Regions from separate parts of the Delphinus delphis genome. Here region 1 is linked to region 2. Evidence: chromatin contacts called from public Hi-C data. All regions are on one chromosome and are shown on one strand. The core of a region is the stretch at or near the end of the contact, and the rest is flanking DNA. Distances in the headings are between cores, read along the strand shown. Region 1 holds the start of EMX2 (empty spiracles homeobox 2). Region 2 holds the start of RAB11FIP2 (RAB11 family interacting protein 2).

Region 1 (4,076 bases), core at 485-2,984, 440 kb before region 2:
TTGCCTGGAGTGTTTTCCGAAAGGGGTTTTGGATCCTCCTCCCATCCAACCTCCCCCCCCCACCCCCAACACAGACTATGCCTGGAGTAAAGAAGAAATTGACACAAACATAAATACACAGCAGATGAAACCACAGAGGACGGGGGAGACCCTAGGGCAGGGAGAGGGTAGCTGGGAAAGCAGGGCACATGTCCCCAGACCTGGGGACCTTTGACTGATGAATCTGGTGGCACTGAAGCCTGACTTACAGGACTTCTCTCTTCTCCCCCTCCCAATCGACATTTTTTTGGGTCTCACGGCAACCTCATCACCAAACACAGGCATTTCTTCATCCTTAAGCGAAGTGACATGGGCCTCCAAGTAAGAGATTTAAAGGATGCCAGATTTTTTTAAAAATCATTAATTGTAAACGTGCAAAATACCTGCTGGTACTTCACTTTAGAAGAATGTAATTGGCAAAAAGAAAAAAAAGAGGAAAAAAGAGGCGGCTGATGAATAGATAATAGATCTTTAACCACCAATAAACAGAGAGCAGCGCCAGCAGCCTGGGGGATGTGATCATAATTATGCCGCAGCATGAGCCAATGGGGACGAGGGAACTCAGCCCTAAAATCATCCTAAAACCGAAGGCAAGCACGAAAATGCGGACACGGCCTGGGACTGGAGAAGCGATCCTCACTCCCTAATCGCAAGCCCTGAGTTTGCACAGCAACCCGCCCCTAGGACGACAGATGGCAGAATAATAATAGAAATAGTGATGATGATGATGATGATAATAATAATAATAATAGCAATAATAAGAATGATAACACTAACAAAAATAATAACGACAACGTAACGGTAATAGTAGTATCACATCAGCCGCTCCCTTGACCTTGGACCCCCATTCCCAGATATTGGGACCCCTAGTTCTCAAAAGAGCTGTTTGGGGGAAAGAGATGAGCACCCTCCCAGAGAGGAAAATAGAGAGCCTGTGGGCAAGTTGGAAGCCCACCGCCAGGGCAGGGTCGTCCACTCCGGTCTCAGCTTGGAAACGAACGGGCCGAGTCAAGGATCGTGAACTCAGGGACCCTGGGACCTAGAGGCTACGCGTGGTCGGAGGACCCCCATCCCCGGCCAGACTCCCTCCTCACCTGGGAAACCTCCGGGAGCTTCGCTGGGCGTGGGAATTGGTCTAACCCAACGGCTCCGTTAGCCCTCGCCGGGAACCAACCCCTGCTCGCTTACCCTCGAGTGCTCCCGGGGCGATTCCAGCTCCCCTGACCCGCGCCCGCGGGGGGCAGCAGCGGCATAGCGCTAGGCGCGAGGAATATGTGCATCAGTGTGTCCGTCTGTCCCCCCAGCTCGGGCTCAGCAGGCTCGGGATCCAGGGGGCCGCAGCAAAGGCGGCGCCGCTCGGGGACTCTGCAGGGACCGGGGTGCCCCGGAGGGAATGGTGGTGGTGGAGAAGTAGGCGGTGGCTGAGGGGGAGGAGGTGGGGAAAGAGGAGGAGGAAGAAGAGGAGGAGGAGAAGGAGGAAGAGGAGGAGGAGAAGCCAAAGGAAGAGGAGGAGGCGAAAGAGGAGAAGAAGCCGCCGCGGGCGCCGCGGGAGCAAGTGAGCTAGGAGCGCGCGGCGACGGCGCCGAAAGGCCGGGCGGCCTGGCGGGCGCAGGAGGCACGGCCGAGGCAGCGGCGCCGACTCCGTTCCACTCTCGGCCTGGATCCAGGCCTCCGGGTTCCCAGGCGCTCGCCTCCTTCTGACGCACTTTAAAGAGTCTCCCCCCTTCCACCTCAGGGCGAGTAATAGCGACCAATCATCAAGCCATTTACCAGGCTTCGGAGGAAGCTGTTTATGTGATCCCCGCACTAATTAGGCTCATGAACTAACAAATCGTTTGCACAACTTGTGAAGAAGCGAACACTTCCATGGATTGTCCTTGGACTTAGGGCGCCCTGCCCGCCTTTTGCAGAGGAGAGAAAACTTTTTTTTGCCTCCCCCGAGAAACTTCCCCCCCTCCCGCCTCTAACTTCGATCCCCCCCACGCCATCTCGCAAAAAAAAAAAAAAAAAAAAAAGAAAAGAAAAACAAAAGAAAAAAAATTACCCCAATCCACGCCTGCAAATTCTTCTGGAAGGATTTTTCCCCCTCTCTCCAGGTTGGGCGCGTTTGGTGCAAGATTCTCGGGATCCTCGGTGTTGCCTCTCCCTCCCCCTCCCCCCTTCTTTCCTTCTTCCTTTCCTTTCCTTTCCTTTCTTTCTCCCTTTCCTCCCCCACCCCCATCCCCACCCCCACCCCCACCCCCACCCCCAACAAACAAGTCCCCAATTCTCGTCCGTTCTCGCCGCGGGCAGCGGGCAGCGGGCGGCGGAGGCAGCGCGCCGCGGTCGCCGGGAGCTGGGAGCCCCGGGCGCCCGCTCCTCGGCGCAGCATGTTCCAGCCGGCGCCCAAGCGCTGCTTCACCATCGAGTCGCTGGTGGCCAAGGACAGTCCCCTGCCCGCCTCGCGCTCTGAGGACCCCATCCGTCCCGCGGCGCTCAGCTACGCCAACTCCAGCCCCATAAACCCGTTCCTCAACGGCTTCCACTCGGCCGCCGCCGCCGCCGCCGGCAGGGGCGTCTACTCCAACCCGGACTTGGTGTTCGCCGAGGCGGTCTCGCACCCGCCCAACCCGGCCGTGCCCGTGCACCCGGTGCCGCCGCCGCACGCCCTGGCTGCCCACCCCCTGCCCTCCTCGCACTCGCCACACCCCCTCTTCGCCTCGCAGCAGCGGGACCCGTCCACCTTCTACCCCTGGCTCATCCATCGCTACCGATATCTGGGCCACCGCTTCCAAGGTACGTGCCACGTCGCGGGGCTGCAGCGCTCTGCAGCCCGCACTGCCCTCGGCCTGCTCTGGGTGGGCGCCCGGCAAGGCCTGGATGGAGGTTCCTCCGGTTCGCCCGCCCGCGCGCCGCGTTTGGAAACTGGGCGGCGAGGAGCCGGGCACGGTCCCTAGTCTCCGAGCTGCGGCCGGTTTGGGGTCTGGCCACGGCCGCTTGACCCTTTAGAGAAGGGCGCAGACAGAGGAGTTGTCCCCGAACGCTCTCGGGTCGAGGCAGGCTTTCCTAGCGTGCTACGAGTGCCGGCCGCCAAGGAATCCGTGGCCCGCGGGGGTCCCCGGGTTCTCTGTCTTCCCGGCGATGCCCTCGCCGCCCTGGCTCCGAGGGGCGCGGACAGGCCCGGCCACCAGGTTCGCTCTCGACTGCGTTCGACCCTGTTTACCATCCACTCCGCGCCCCTGCATCCTAGACCTGCAGCTTCTCGGTCTCTGACCCTCTTCCGGCGGCGAAGAGACCCTCGCGTCCCCAGATCAAAGTCTGGGAGTTTGTTTTATCCTGCTTACTCTGGAGGCTCAGGCGGGGCGGGAACCCTTGCGGGTAGGAGCCTCCGAGGCTCAGGACTCTCGCCGTGACCTGCTCAATTCGGGCGCCGAGCGGCCACGGCGAAGGCAGGTTCGGTCTGGTTTTTGTTTTTCTTTTAAAAGAAATGAACCGGGTCGGAAGACGGGCTGGAGGAGATCTGTTTGGGTGTTTTCCTTTCTTGCTATTTTTTGGATTTGTGTGTGTGGGGGGTGGGGTGGGGGTGGGAGTGGAAGGAGAGTTAAAACTCCAGAAAAAGGGGCAAGTAATTAGTTTAGCGATCCGAGCGGGGAAAAGACCTACCTCCCGAGGCCGCTGATCAATACCCAGCGGCTTGCCCATTCATTAACCCTTGGCGTTCCTGCCAGAGCCTAGAATGGGGTAGATTCCCGTCCTCCATAATTAAAGAAACCAAACCAAACAAAAACAACGTTTTACTCTTATTCCCAGACCGGAGTTGCCTCCATCCCTGCCTGGATTGTAGGTTTGTCTTTCTTTGGGTTTTGGTGAATCGATTTCCCACCCTAAGGAGTGAATCCGAAACTCTCTGGCTTTGCTCGAAAAGTTTAGGGTTCCCTTTCCTCATTCTCTGGCAGCCACGCTCTTGGTCCCCACGCCAGGCCTGGAGTAGCCAGGATCTTCTGGGGCCGCGGACAGTTCCATCGGGTGACCGCAGCTCCGTACTCCCCGGCTTTCGA
Region 2 (3,738 bases), core at 111-2,610:
ATTCAACTATTGAAGATGTTTACCTCAAACAAATGAGAGAGTAATGGATCATTAAAGACTCCACTTAAAAAATGTTTCTTCACAAGGGCTATTTTTACTTCAGATTCATGCAAATATGGTGTTTAAAACTGGGTCATATTTCAGTCCAAAAACCAATGCCCTAGATAGACAAATAATTTCCAAGAACAGGAAATCCATAAATGAGATAATAGTTAAACTCCCCCCAATTCAAAATAAATTACATAACTTACTCTGTTTTCCTTCTTTGTTTGTCCTCAAAGATGTCATTGAGATTGATGGCCACCTGCCCTAAAAACTTATCCAGACCCACCAGGGACCTGTGCATAACTATGAGGAAAAGGATGTATTTCTCTGGATTCCCCTGCATTAGCAAACCAGGCAGCTCAAAAGAGGCCTCTTCCTTCCAGACTGGCTCAAGGGTTTTCTCAGCTACAGACGTGGAGTACTTTTCCTTGCCCAGCTGAATTATAGTGTATGTGTCATTGGTGCCACTTTTGCCTTTTGGCTTAAGATCTTTGGCTTGGAGCACTGTGACCTGCACGTGGGTCGGAAACCACTTTTGGGCTTGCTCGGAAAGCATCATTCTGTCCTTTTTCTCTGCACCGAGTTCACCAGCGCAGGCAGGGCCCCTCCCGCAGGGAGAGCCTGATTCCTTAAATCACTGCATCCTAAGGACACTTAACGGAGACAGGCAAACTCACAGCTGCCCGACTTCCCTACGGCTGATGTCCAAACGGCTTGCTGGGGCAGCCTGGGGGCACAGCTGCTCTGGGGGTCCCCTTTCCTCTGGAGAAGCACAGGGGCCCACCATCACCTGGCCGCGCAGTCCAGGCCTCCGCGCGGAGGCCCGCGCCTCGCGTCCGCACCTCCACGCTCCGCCGGCCCCGGGGACTGGCCCTCGGCGGCGACTGGTGGCTCCCAGGCCTCCGGGCAGGTGAGGCCAGGCCGCCAAGGCCCGAACGGAGGGCGGCAGAGGTGGGAGGGCGCCCCCGCCCCAATTCGCAGCCCCGGGCTTTCCGCCCGCCTCCTCCGCGCCTCCCGCCCGCCCGGCGCTGGTCCGCGGGCCCGGCTGGGCTCCTCCTCCCGACCCCGGTAATACGAACCGCCGGCGGCTCGTGCGGCCTCGCTCCCTCTCGCAAACCTCTCCCGCCTCCTCCCCCTCGCCTCGGCTCCTCCTCTCGGGCGGGCCTGGGGGCGGGGGCGGGTCGCTGTGGGGTGGAGTGGGACCGGGGGCGGGGGACGCTGCAGCTCCGGCGCGGAAGGACAGCGGGGTGGGCCGCTGGCGGAAGGACGGCGGGCGCGGGTCTCGGCCTAGCCGAGCCGGCGGCTCCTAGCACCAGGCGGGCGGCGGCACTTCCGGGTTGTCCTTCTCCATCTTGATCTCGGGAATGCGACGGGGCGGGGCAGGGCCGGGCGGGGCCCGGGGTCAAGGGTCAGCACCTCCCCGGTTGCCGTGGTGACCGGGGGCGTGTCGCGCGGGCGCTGAGGCCGTGAGCTAGGCGCCCAGTGCTGAAGGTTCCTCGAGCAGGGGGGCTCTGGGGACAGCGGGAGACTGCTCCGAGAGGAGGCAGTCAAGGCCCAGGGCACGCCCGGTCTTGGGAGAGACCCAGTTTCAATCTTTGGAAGCTGTCTTTACTGTACCGTGGATGCCCAGTGCCTGGCACCGAGCGGGCGTTGGATGAGTGGTGGTGAAATAAATCAGTCCCTTTAACTGGCCGAAAACATACTTTTCCCCAACCCCTTATCCACTCTTCCCTTTTTGAAAGGAGAGAAGGCTGCTAATTGACTGGAATGACATCCCCCACTCAGACGACAGGAAAAAGGGAAGCGGATAAAAGATTCCAAAGCTAACACAGGGGTTAATAAATTAGATCCTGGGAGGCACTGGGCTGGAGTCAGAAGACCTGGTTCTGATCCCACATCTGCCACCGTCGAATGTATGACCTTGGTCAAGTCATTTCCCCTCCCTGAGCCTCGTTTTCTTCACAGGTAAAACAGGTCTCCGTAAAGTCTGAGACGCCATCGCCACTCTGTGGGCTTACGCGTCCAAAGGACCCCCTTGGGCACTCACAGTCTGTTAGTCTATCTAACGTCAGACGCCAAACGCAGAGGTGATTCTGGTCGTATTCGGCTAAGTCAACTAAGAAAAGCAAACAGCCTCCCTCACCAAGGGCAACCGACAAGTTCCTTACCTGCCCTGAGGGCAAGTCCTGAGGGACACCAGCGCTGTTGGAATGGAAGGGACGGTGTTAAGAGAACAAAATGTGGATGTGTTAATACTGCATTTTTTCTGAAATCAGCCTGATCTAATGGGAAAAGTTTGGGTAATGGCTGATGAGTCAGGAGCCTTGCTTGATGTCCTGACTGCCAGAAATTCAGTACAAAGCTTGTGATGGGCACTTAGCTTCCTGAGACAAGGAAGTTAGATTCTGGGAGCCTGGATTTCCTGGTCCATAAATTGTTGATAAAATTGCTACTATAGAGTTGGGAGGGGTATTAAGAGATTATACATATTCATTTCCTGGCATAGTATGGAACATAATTCTAAGTCTCCCTTCCTCCCTCTATTTATTACAAGATACATTCTATCTTTATTGTATTTATTTCTGTTCATGTCTTATCTTCCCAAGGAAAGTCTAACCTCTTTGGATTGCCTTGTGTATCATGGATCATCACTTCACAGTGTTTAGCAGGCAGTAGACACTCAATTATTGAATGCCCTTCTCCCTTCACAAGACTAATTTTGAGAGTAAAACAATATGATAGATGTGTATACACTTTTCCAACTTAAAGTGACTATAAAAGTGTAAGGTATTGTGTTTATGATTTTCAGGCAATGTTTAAAACTTTTCAGTTTGGGGAGAACATTGTGTTCTCCATGTTTTCTCGCTATCCTCATGGGTACTAGCTGCAGCACTTAAAACTCTTAAGAAACAAGGGTCTTTTCATTACTTTTTGAATGGAGGTATGGGAGGGCCCAATGCATTTGTGTCAGAAGAGCAACCATACAGTTGGAAAACCTTAGGGGGAGAGGGGATAACGTTATATATTATTTTAATCTTATGGAAAGAAGATACTCTCCTGACTCTAAAGGACAGCACCACAAACCTCAAGACTACTCAGATTCTAGCACATTCTTTCAGGGACCCACTGACACTTGCTCGCATCTATAGATTTCATTTATTGGAAACCACAGTTTTTTAGTGCTGCTTACACACAGTGGCTGGTGTATGTTCTGCATGAAGTAGGCACTCTAAAAAGAGACATTAGATTAATTTATCACCAAGATATTCAGGGAACCGAACTACAGATGAATCTTGAATAATCTTGAGCCATCTAGAATGAAAAGACCTGGTTTTAGGTCATTCTGATGAAAGTTTACTATAAAATGTAAAAAAGAGGCAGAATTTTCCATCTCTGAGAGACAGTGTATGAAAAAGCCATGTGTAGAAAACAGAACAAAATCATCATACTGTTAATATTGCACCTGGATCCCAGAGTGGGCTGTTGTCAACCTGAAAGAAAAATATTCTCAGGGATTTTTAAAGGGTGCATTGGAATAGTCAACAGTGAAATTTCAACCAGTATGTCCAGGGAGAAATAAATTGACACCTGAAACTTACAAAAACAAGATAAACATCATGAAAAAAACTTAAGTGTAGAATTGTTATAAATTGCATTTTAAAAGTCATCATGTCTCTATTAAAAGTTGTAATT

The links. Hi-C and Micro-C count contacts between places; a contact is called where the count stands out from the background.
Region 1: a Hi-C map of lung shows a contact between it and region 2, with 7 times the contacts expected there. The contact joins the promoter of EMX2 here to the promoter of RAB11FIP2 in region 2. A contact is called at or near these places in 2 of 3 Hi-C or Micro-C datasets (lung and muscle).

The regions. Positions count from the first base shown.
Region 1 is chr16:13,282,946-13,287,021 of mDelDel1.2, reverse strand. EMX2 (empty spiracles homeobox 2) reads left to right here and starts at 1,734. Exons shown (of 3, transcript XM_060033537.1): 1 at 1,734-2,814. The coding sequence starts at 2,409.
Region 2 is chr16:12,842,128-12,845,865 of mDelDel1.2, reverse strand. It overlaps RAB11FIP2 (RAB11 family interacting protein 2), which reads right to left and starts at 1,360. Exons shown (of 5, transcript XM_060033996.1): 1 at 252-1,360. The coding sequence starts at 604.